Linked DNA regions of Sus scrofa: region 2 is linked to region 1. The links are chromatin contacts, called in public Hi-C maps. All regions are on one chromosome and are shown on one strand. The core of a region is the stretch at or near the end of the contact, and the rest is flanking DNA. Distances in the headings are between cores, read along the strand shown. Region 1 holds the start of HIGD1A (HIG1 domain family member 1A, mitochondrial). Region 2 holds the start of CYP8B1 (cytochrome P-450 8B1).

The links. Hi-C and Micro-C count contacts between places; a contact is called where the count stands out from the background.
Region 2: a contact with region 1 is called in a Hi-C map of skeletal muscle, with 2.0 times the contacts expected there. The contact joins the promoter of CYP8B1 here to the promoter of HIGD1A in region 1. A contact is called at or near these places in 13 of 47 Hi-C or Micro-C datasets (alveolar macrophages, brain, embryonic fibroblasts and 9 more) and 1 of 2 datasets of contacts at active chromatin or transcription factors (alveolar macrophages).

The regions. Positions count from the first base shown.
Region 1 is chr13:26,283,889-26,289,648 of Sscrofa11.1, reverse strand. HIGD1A (HIG1 domain family member 1A, mitochondrial) reads left to right here and starts at 3,315. Exons shown (of 4, transcript XM_003132140.6): 1 at 3,315-3,456.
Region 2 is chr13:26,327,721-26,333,631 of Sscrofa11.1, reverse strand. It overlaps CYP8B1 (cytochrome P-450 8B1), which reads left to right and starts at 1,894. Exons shown (of 1, transcript NM_214426.1): 1 at 1,894-3,399. The coding sequence starts at 1,894. The coding sequence ends at 3,399. The region is part of intron 1 of ZNF662 (zinc finger protein 662); the gene reads right to left. It also overlaps a transcript of ACKR2 not described here.

The DNA of each region.
Region 1 (5,760 bases), core at 2,066-4,565:
AGCCTTCCATATACTAAGACCAAGGATATGGCCTCAATACAAAGAATGTAACGAGCCATATCCTGAATAGTCTTTAGTTCTAGCTGAGTACTGCAGATAGTCCTTTTTTTTTTTTATTTTTAACATTGTTTTAATCAAGTCACATAGCTGTTTGAAACCGGAAATTGTAAGAGAGTTAAATAGAGCAAAACGAAGGATTACTCTATTAGGATAGCCACTATGAATAAATTTCTTACTAAGTGGATTTGAATTCCATTTTAAGTTTGGCATAGACAAAACACTGGTCTAAGCCAAAGTTTTCTCTTTAGCGTTTAGAACAGATAGTCCTTTTTATTTTAATTTAAAATTTTTTTTTTTTTTTTTTGGTCTTTTTGCCTTTTCTAGGGCCCCTCCCGCGGCATATGGAGGTTCCCAGGCTGGGGTTGAATTGGAGCTTAGCTACCGGCCTACACCAGAGCCACAGCAAGAGGGGATCCAAGCTGCGTCTGCAACCTACACCACAGCTCACGGCAACGCTGGATCCTTAACCCACTGAGCAAGGCCGGTCATCGAACCCGAAAATTCATGGTTCCCAGTAGGATTCGTTAACCACTGAGCTGTGACGGGAACTCCAGATAGTCCTTTTTAAGTCATTCTGTTTAACTACCAAGTACCTCAAATGCAGTCAGCTCTTGTCAACACCCTGCTCCAAAAACCTTCAAGGGTCACCTAATACAATACTGTCTAAGTTCTTTAGACTTAAGGTCTTCCCCAGAGTAGCCTAGGCCTTCTTTTCATTCTTCTCTGACTCTGCTTTAGTCATAAATTTCTGCCTTTTCCCCACTCATTGTCCTCCATGCCAGTTACAATCTCATGGTCCACCTTCTGCCCACCGTTCCCTTTTTCTGGAATATTCTCCCAATATATTTACATGCTAGTCACCCTTCAAAGCCCACTCACTCAAGCCCCAGTCCCAAAAAGCCTTCTTTGAAACCACTGACTCACTATATCTACCTGGATTTCTGTTCACAGCACTTACCACAGACTCTTTTTGATGTTCTTCCATGCTTATTCCTTTGACCTAATCAAATTATAAATTATTTCAGGGAAAGGGCTGAGCATTCAACTTCTGAGTCCAGTACAACACCTGGCACAATATACATGCCCAGTAATTGCTGATGGAATTTTTAAAGTAACAGTAACACACTATATCTATTCCTCATTTACCACAGCTGTTATCCCCATTTTACAAAGTTAGGAAGTTAAACCTAAGGTCATGGCTTATGTGTGGCCAAAATGGAACTAGCACTGGTCTGCCTGACTTCAAATCCCATTCTCTGAAAATTAGCAAGTGAGCTAATATTATTTTGATTCGTATAAATCTCCTTCAGGAATGGATATGCTGTGGTCACCTCTCTGCTGTTAGTCTTTGTATTTCCAGAATCAAAGGACTTGGTGACTTCTGCTTTACTTTCATAGTCAAATTTGTTATGCTCTTTTAAGAATAAATACGCTTTTTATTAAAAGTACTTACCAAAAGAAAAAAAATTGAAAAGTGATATGGTTTTAACATTTTTGCGAATCTCCTTAATGCTGAAAAGATGACTGGATTCTTACATTTGCTCTGTATTGTCTGTTATGCTCTATCAGGCTCTTTTAATTACCCTGAGTGTCCCCAATCATCCCATTTATCTTTTAAGCTCTCCAGCTACTGCTACTGCAGCTGCCCAGCGGCCCTGCATCGCAGCGTATCGGCTCTGGCAACAGCCCTGTGGCTTTAGTGTACCAGCTCCAGCAGCTCTGTGGCTGCAGTGTATCAGCTCTTTTACCCGGCGAGAAACCAAGCAAGCACTTGGAGAGCTGGAGAACTCAGGTTTATTACGCTGGCGGACTCAGAGGAGATCGCTCTCCGGAGTCTGAGTTTCATAAGGCTTTTATGGGCTACCTCTTCCGGGTCCATGCTTATCTAGTGGGACCGGAGTGACGTCAGGCAAGGTAGTAGATGCAGAAACAAGTTTACAGAAGCAGATGTGTGGGGAAGGGTGGTTAGGGGCAGACGGCTAGACTTTGCTTAGTCATCATGGCCGGAGTCTCTCCTTTCTGCATTTTTATCAGGACATTTTCTCCTACACTACTGGGTTAAGTCCTTTCTTCATTTAACAACACTAAGGTCCTGGAGTTCCCCTCGTGGCACAGTGGAAAGGAATCTGACTAGGAACCATGAGGTTGCAGGTTCCATCTCTGGCCTCACTCAGTGGTTAAGGATCTGGCCTCATTGTGAACTGTGGTGTAGATCGAAGACGCTGCCTGGATCTGATGTTGCCGTGGCTGTGTCTCAGGTCAGCAGCTGTAGCTCTGACTGGACCCCTAGCCCGGGAACCTCCATATACCACAAGTGTGATGCTAAAAAGCCAAAAAAACAAAAACAATACTAAGGCCCTAAGTGATCTGTGTTCAAGTAGATAACAGCATGAACTAGACAAAATAAGTGCCCTCAAGGAGCCAAAAGCACACCACACAACCAAGGTATGGAATTTCTAAATTATCATACACGGTATGAAAGCTTCCTACATGTGCCTTAACTCAATTATGAGACAAAAGATTTTCAAAATTCTGCACACATGACACCGAGCTCCTACCTGTAGGACAGAGCACTTGGCAGTCCACCTGGTTTGGTTCAGAGATTCTAATTTGGTCACAGATATAGTCCCCATGGTACATACAGTGCTTGAAACTTTGCACCAAATCGTCAGTTACTAATTACTCTACGATCAAATTAGGGGCACTGCCCCAGAAGTTTATTCTTACAAAGGGCCTCTGACACTTCCTTCCTTAGGTTAAGCCACCCCGGTCTGGGTGAGGTCACAGCTCCAGCGATCCTGTGCATGCAATTAATGGCCACCTCCCACTAGAGTGTAAGCGCCATGACCCGAGCTCCACAACGCACGTTCCCGGAGAATGACTGCCAGGCTTGGGAGTAGACCTAGCTACCCCAGCACCAAGGGCAGATATGGGCTCCCATCTCACTCGCAGCGTCGGGTGGACCCGGGTTGAACCCCCTCATAACCAGCCCCACCCAGCAGGCGCTCGGGATACAGCGTTCGAGGTGCTAGCCCCCACCGCGGCCCGAGGGGAAAAGGGCAAGGGTAATCTCAAGTACTGCCCCGCCGGAGGCCATGAGCCCTTGACCTTCCTCGGCCTAACCCCCGGCCACCGAACTCTAACCTCTGACGCGCTCCCCAAGTGAGAGCTCTGGCCGCGAAACCATGGCCCATACGCTTCGTCTCAGCCAATCCAAGCCCGGCTCCGGGCGGCCGCACCCACCACGCACAAGCACGCACCCACTCGCCCCGCCTCTGCGTGCCGGGTGCCGATTTCTGATTGGCTGAGGCCGGCCGTGGGCGGGATGGTGAGAAGCCGGCCAGACAGGCGTAGGACCAAAAGCAGTTTGGCGTTTGTGAGGTCTTGTTGTAGTCGGTAAGTGAAGTTTGCGGGGTTATTGGAAGCGGGAAACGTCAGGCCGTAGGACGGGAAGAAGTGAGGCCGCACTGGGCTGAGCTAAGAGCACCTTGAGTATCGTGGGACTGGGAATAGGGGGTGATTCCCGGGATGAAGGGTGCAATGTCTAGTTGGCTGGGCTCAGGCCCGACCTCGCGGTTCAGTGAGGGCTTGGGGTCCAAAGACAAGGCCTGACGCTCTGTCGGATGAGGGCACACGGAGGATGGAGCAAAGTCTGAGAAGCTCACGGATGGGGCTGGGGAGGAAGTGGGCTGGGGCCGACTGTGGGGAGCGGGTAGCCCTGAGAGCGGGGGTGAGGAGGGATTGAGAGGAAGAGCGCTCCCGCATGGAGTCCTGACAAGGTCACAGGAAGGGATGGGAAGGAGGTTTGAAGGGTTGAGGGGAGGGCGAAAAGCACAAGACCTTCCCGTTTTCGACTTTCTCTTCTCCCTCATCTCTCGTGTTCCCTCCTACCCTGGCGACCCTCTCCTGCTGCAAGAAAGTAAGGCCCAGGGCTTATATTGAGAGCATCTGTGGCGGGATTTACATTTCTTCCTGAAAGTAAGCCTGCCAAATTAGAGATTACAAAATTTAGCACAGGATTACAACTGGGAACAGCCAAAATTATTCGGCGGTTTATTCACCTGTCTTTTTTTATGTTACCGATGCTAGAAGCAGCTGTTTCCTCTTCGGTTGAATTTCTGCGGAAGGTATGCTTCCGGAAGTGCTCAGGCACTCTCAGCAGCTTTGGATGAAAAGTTTTGACGGACTGAAGTGGTACTAGGCCCCAGCATGACAATTGTGTTTGAGTTCTGTGTACCAGGGGTTCTCTTATTTCCCTGTGCATGAGAATAACTTGAAGGGGCCCTCTTAAAATAGATTACTTGTACTCTGCCCCCAGACCATCTGAATCAGAATCTCCAGGGTGGGGCCTTTGCAGCCATTTTAAATAAGCTGACAGGTGACTAATGCAAAATCAGAATTTGAAACCACCGTTGTACTAATTCTTGTGACCAAAATGACAGGTTGTGAAGATCTTTTAAGCTGTTAAATCAGATCTCCTGATGCCGGGCAGCTCACCTTCCTAAAGGTGTCTGTTTTAGGTTCCCATGCATTTAGAAATAAGTAATGCATTTAGTTATAAGTAATACTTAATAAGTAATAAGTTTACAGACTAATTCGTGTTTTCCATGCTGGCTTTGAGTATCTAGTTATTGGTGCCTCTTTTTGTACCTGTTCAGCTAGCTTTCTGACAGAGATCTGGGTCAGCTGCTGTGGGTGAATGAGAAAACAATAATAAAGGGAAATCTAGAAGTGGTGCTAGTGAAAAAAAATCTTGAAATCACAATTGAAATTGTTACCTGAGTTAAGTCACAGGGAAGAAAGTTCCATCCAATTTTAGGCATGACTGACATATTTACAAGTCAAAGAAAAGTGGGGGCTTCTATAAAGGAATGGATTTTAATGTTTTAAGATTAAATATATACCAGCTGGAGTTCCTGTCATGGCTCAGTGGTTAACGAATCCGACTAAGAACCATGAGGTTGCGGGTTCGATCCCTGGCCTTGCTCAGTGGGTTAAGGATCCGGCACTGCCGTGAGCTGTGGTGTAGGTTGCAGACGTGGCTCTGATCCCGCGTTGCTGTGGCATAGGCAACGGCTACAGCTCCGAATGGACCCCTAGCCTGGGAACCTCCATATGCCGTGGGAGCGGCCCAAGAAATGGCAAAAAGACAAAAAATAAATAAATAAGTAAATAAATAAATAAATATATATATGCCAGTATTTTAAGGCTGAGGATTTGTTGATACGTTGTCAATAAAAGAACCCTGGACTGCATATCAGGAGAGCTGGGTTCTAATCCTACTTTTCGAGAGATGTATTACTGTTGAGCAGTTCACATAACCCTTTCTTCACCTGTAAAATAAGGCCGTTGGCATGGATTAATCACCTGGATTATTACTCTAAAGTTCTATGATTTGTAGTTATTGACCCTGATACGTTAAAAGTTAACCATTCTGGAGTTCCCATCATGGCGCAGCAGAAACCATGAGGTTGCAGGTTCAATCCCTGTCCTCACTCAGTGGGTTAAGGATCTGGCGTTGCTGTGGCTATGGTATAGGCCAGCAGCCATAGCTGCAATTCAACCCCCAGTGGGGAACCTCCATATTCTGCAGGTGTGGCCTTAAAAAGCAAAAAAAAAAAAAAAGTTAACCATTCTCGATTTAGGTGAATGTAAATCATGAAACTTGAGAAACTAGTAGGTGGTAGTTAGGAAGAGAAT
Region 2 (5,911 bases), core at 645-3,144, 45 kb before region 1:
ATGACAGAAATTCGGTATCTGCTCAAGAATAAGGAAGAACTGGGAGTTTGGGGTTAATAGATACAGACTCTTGCCTTCAGAATGGATTAGAAATGAGATCCTGCTGGGTAGCACTGGGAGCTATGTCCAGTCACTTATAATGGAGCATGATAATGTGAGAAAAAAGAATGTATACATGTATGTGTAACTGGGACACCATGCTGTACAGTAGAAAAAAATGAAAGGTTAAAAAAATAAAAAGAACGAGGAAGAAGGTGGTCTTCTCCCCACCCCCCACTTTTCCTTTGATTATAAAACTGCATCGCACTAAATTCTCAGGCACTTGCTTGCCTGCCCACTTGTATCTCTCACAAGGGTCCTACACTAATAAACTCTTTCCTGTCACTGCCTCTCCCTGAATTCTTTCTGCTCTGAGACAGAAGAATCTATGCTCTACCAGGCCCCAAAACATGTTCTGAGGTTTCACTAGGGCTGGGGAGAGCTGAGTACTTGCTGTGGTTGCTCTGAGCAATCAGAGGGAATGTTGTGGAGACAGAGTGTGGATGTTTTGGTTTCCTGCTGGGAGGAACTGTGCAAGGCAAAGGGGGCTCACTCAAGGTGGCATGCAGAAATCTTACGGTTGCCTGAGAAGACAAAGTCCCTGTTTGTGGGCTATTTAAGAAGTTAAAGAGTAACTTGTGGGCTATCAGAACTAGTTGCATTGAGTCTGAACCTTACCTATTGCAACAATGGGCCAGGCTGCTTGACTAAAGCCTTAGAGTCAAGGGCACAGCTTTCTCCTTCTTGGGCCTGCTGGCAGGGACCTGGCCTGACACCTCACAGAGGGCCCCCAGCAATCAGTCAACTCACCTCACCAAGCTGGGACAGCTGTCAGAAACAGTCCCCATTTGGAGTTCCTGCCATGGCTCAGTGGTTAACAAACCTGACTAGTATCCATGAGGATAAGGGTTCAATCCCCGGCCTTGCTCAGTGGGTTAAGGATCCAGCGTTGCCATTAGCTGTGGTATAGGTTGCAGACGAGGCTCAGATCCAGCATTGCTATGGCTGTGGCGTGGGCCGGCAGCTACAGATCTGACTTGATCCCTAGCCTGGGACCCTCCATGTGCCGTGAGTACAGCCCTAAAAAGACAGACAGACAGACAGACAGACAGCAGAAGGAAAAGGAAAGGAAAGGAAAAGGAAAGAAAAGAGAAGAGAAAAGAAAAAAGAAAAGAAAAGAAAAAGCCCTTACTATACTGTGAACCTAGATCCTCATTGTGAAATAAAGCCCTTGGTTTGAAATCCCTATCATCTCTGACATTTCATAATTCCTAGGTTCCCAGTCTGTATTCTTGATAGAGAATTGTGCAAGCCAATGGGTAAGAGGCTCTGAGACTGAAATCTGAGCCTGTGCTTGAAGAGTCCCTTGCCTGGAAGGTTCTGGGGGTCTTTTAAAAATGAGGGGGTGGTGAAACTTCAATAAGTGCTTAGTGCATTTTTGCTGAATGAGCAAGCTAATGAATATGGGAATTCCTGAGTCAGTAAAGGAGTTGATAGTCAATAACTCATGAGGATAAAGGTGATATCAAGGAAAGCTTGGTAGAGAAGATGCTGGAGATGGGTCTGAAGAGGTCAGAACAAAGCCTGAAGCTGGTGAGGAGGCTGTGACCATAGCTAGAGGCTTCTTTCTGGGCACCTTCCTGGTCCCACCTCCTCCTCCCACATGATCAGGTCCTAAAAAAATTCAAGGGCACATTCTGCTCCCAGGTACTGTCTCGCTAGGGTTATTTACTGTAACTTGCAGTCACAGGGCAAGGTCCAGGTGGACAGACCTTTCTGTCTCCAAGGCCTCCCAAAAGCTCTCTGGCACCCAGAGAACAGTGTGTGCAGAGCTCACCCTGGAAGAGGACAGCTATGGTGCTCTGGGGTCCAGTGCTGGGAGTCCTGCTGGTGGCCATTGTGGGATACCTGTGCCTGCAGGGGCTGCTCCGGCAACGAAGACCTGAGGAGCCCCCTCTGGATAAGGGTTCCGTGCCCTGGCTGGGTCATGCCATGACTTTCCGGAAGAATATGTTGGAATTCCTGAAGCACATGTGGGCCAGACACGGGGACATATTCACCGTGCAGCTAGGCGGCCAGTACTTCACCTTTGTCATGGACCCTCTTTCCTTTGGCCCCATCCTCAAGGATGCGAAGAGAAAACTAGACTTTGTGGAGTATGCAGAAAAACTGGTGCTGAAGGTATTTGGCTACCGCTCCATGCAGGGAGACCACCGGATGATACACTCAGCCAGCACCAAGCACCTCATGGGTGACGGCTTGGAGGAGCTCAACAAAGCCATGCTGGACAACCTGTCCTTGGTTATGCTGGGCCCCAAGGGCCCTAGTCCGGATGCCAGTTGCTGGCGTGAGGACGGCCTCTTTCACTTCTGCTATGACATCCTGTTCAAGGCCGGCTACCTGAGCTTGTTTGGCCGCACAGAGGACAAGGAGCAGGACCTGCTGCAGGCGGAGGAGTTATTCATGCAGTTCCGCAAGTTCGACCGCATGTTCCCCAGGTTTGTCTACTCCCTGCTGGGCCCACGAGAGTGGCTGGAAGTGGGCCGGCTCCAGTGTCTCTTCCACAAGATGCTCTCTGTGGAACACAGCTTGGAGAGGCACGGCATAAGCAGCTGGATCACCGATATGCTTCAGGTTCTGAGGGAGCAGGGAGTAGCCCCAGCCATGCAGGACAAGTTCAACTTCATGATGCTCTGGGCCTCCCAGGGTAACACAGGGCCTACCACTTTCTGGGCCCTCTTGTTCCTCCTGAAGCACCCAGAGGCCATGCGGGCCGTGAGGGAGGAGGCCACCCGGGTCCTGGGGGAAGCCAGGCTGGAGGACAAGCAGTCCTTCGATGTAGAGGTCAGTGCACTGAGTCACATGCCAGTGCTGGACAGCGTGATGGAGGAGACACTGCGGCTGGGGGCCGCGCCCACCCTCCTCAGGGTGGTGAACAGTGATCAGATGCTAAAGATGGCCAGTGGGCAGGAATACCGGCTCCGTCATGGAGACATCCTGGCCCTCTTCCCTTATCTCTCGGTGCACATGGACCCTGACATCCACCCCGAGCCCACCACCTTCAAGTACGATCGCTTCCTCACGCCCAGCGGCAGCCGGAAAGTAAACTTCTACAAGGCAGGCAAGAAGATCCACCACTACACTATGCCATGGGGCTCGGGCATCTCCATCTGCCCTGGGAGGTTCTTTGCCCTCACCGAGATGAAGCTCTTTGTGCTGCTCATGGTCACACACTTTGACCTGGAGCTGGTGGACCCGGACATGCCTGTGCCACCCGTGGACCCCCAGCGCTGGGGCTTTGGCACCATGCAGCCCAGCTACGAGGTGTGCTTCCGCTACCGCCTGCGGCCCACAGAGTGAGTTCTGTCCAGGCGGCCGCAGGCTGGCCCAGTGCTCCCTTGGGGTCTCCACCTCTGCTGCCCCTCTGAAACCTCAGGCCCCACTGACCGCCCCTTCCTCTGTCCTGCGTGCCCTCCCTGCTCTTTGGCCTCCTTCCAATCACCTCCCAGGCTTATCCTCTCTTTTTTTTTTTAATTTTATTTTTATTTTTTTTATTTTTTTGGCTTTTTAGGGCTGCACCCAGGGCATGCGGAGGTTCCCAGGCTAGGGGTCAAATCAGAGCTAAAGCTGCTGGCAACGCAGGATCCTTAACCCACTGAGTGAGGCCAGGGATTGAACCCACAGCCTCAAGTTTCCTAGTCAGATTCGTTTCCGCTGTGCCACAACAGGAACTCCCCTCCCTTCTTTCTAAAACACTGTCTCTCACAGCGGATTCCACAGAACTCATTTCTCACAGCAAGACCAGGGAAGGGGAAATTATCTGTGGGCAACTCAGTTTGGGAGGCAAGACATGCCTTGACAAGTCCTGCAGCAAAGACACTGGGTAAGTGAGTCAGGCGGCATCTTGCAAAGGTTGGTCTCCACCCCCGCAGCACTTTGTTTCTTTTCCTCAATACTTATTCCTCATCCTGCAAAAGTCAGTCCAGAACAGTGTCATCAGAGAGCAGTACCAGGCAAGCCATATGTGTAATTTTTAATTTCCTACTTGACACATTTTTTTTAAAAAGTCAAAAGAAACAGGTGAAATTCATTTTTATGCTGTAGTTTGAGTTATCTAAAATATTAGCATTTCAACATGAGTCAATGTACAAACATGAATGAAATACTTTTACAATTCTTTTTCCCCTCCAAAGCTGGTATGTACTTTTTACCCTTGATACTGAGCATATCTTAATTCAGACTAGCCCTATCCTGAGTGTTCAACAGCCACATGGGGCTAGTGGCTTCTGTATGGGATAGAGCAGCTCTAGAGAAAGGCTGCCTTTATTCAAGGTCCCTCCTCCATGCCCCCCTCCCCTTTGCACCCCAATCTTGGGCTGATCTTCACTTGCTTTCCACAACCATTGCTGAGCTCAGAGCTCTCAGCTACCCACACTCCCAGTCTCCCCACAGGGGTCTCACAGCACCACTGACTCAGTTCGGCCCATGCAGAACTCAGCATCTGTGCCCCCACCTCTGCCCAGAACCAGCCCCTTCCCCGATTTCCCTGCCCCTCACTGCACCACCACCCACCCCATCCTCCAGGGCAGACAGGGAGGGGGGACCCTCAGCTCCTCCCTGTCCCCCACATACACTCAGGCCCCAGTTGAGTCAGCCCGACCCCCTGTGGGGACCTGGAACTTTGTCACCTCTTCCCCACCCTGACTGCTTTTTTTACAGCTCAGGACTCAACATTTCTCTCCACCTGGGGTCTGCTGCCAGACACTTTTTTCCAAAAGCACCTCTGAGTGTCCCCCTTTTCATTTTTTGGCTCCCCATCACCTCCACACACCTGACGTTTAATTTTGCCACAGCTGGTCCCCGAATTTTCAATCCAGGGCAATTCAACTTTGGCGACTTTCTCCAATGGAAGCATCCGTGAAGTACAGTGCTTGCCTTCACCATGAACCCTTGTGCCGGCTACTCCCGGAAGCCTTCTTGACCCTTGCCCATCCCATCCTCTGGCCAGAAATGGCCTCCATCCCCTGGAGTTCCCCTACCACTGTGGGCATCACAGCACATCTGTTATGTCATCGCTTTCTGTGTTCTGGTTTCTACTTCCTGCCCTCTGCTCTAGACTGGGGCCCACAGGGAGTGGTATCTTATTCCTCTATCTCCGACCCCAATTCCCTAAATGCAGAGTAAATTACAGAAACCTGACTTCTTCCAGTCTTGGCTAATTTACTTCATTCAAATAATTTCCTTGCCCTCCCATCCTCACTCAGCTTTCCAGCCTGTGAAATGGGAAAGTCCCTGGTGCCAGGCATGCTTTCCAGGGCTGGGAGAGGGTGAAGGGTGCTGCTGCCAGGACTGTAGCTGGCTGACAGCAAGGCCTGGCTGGCGCTGGAACAGGAGGGGAAGTGACCGAGGGAGTTGGTATAGGGTCGGAGAGGGAGGCCCAGGCAGTGTGAACCTCCTGCAGGGACCACCCAGGAGGGCTTCTCTCTGCCACCCCAACCCTACATCTCCGACTGGCCTCTTCCTTTGTCTTGAGGTTGCCTGTTTTGCCCCCAGTTTTCTAGGATAACAAGGCTGTTAGAGTGGGCAGGGGCCAGGCTGGGGGCAGTAGTCTGTTCTCACAACTATGTGACTCTGGACTGGGGCCTGCCTTTCTCCAGGTCTAGATGCTCCCAAATGGTGACATCTGCCTGAAGCCTGATAGAGCTCTGATTGGCCAGGAGAAGCCAGGGCCAGGGCCACAAGGAGAAGAGTCATAGAGGGAGCACAGGGGAGGAAGGGGGAGCATAGGGGGCTGGGAGACATCACTGGAATGCTTGCCAACAATCTCTCTCGCAGAGCCAGGCCCTGTGCCAGAGCAAGTGTGGGAACAAGG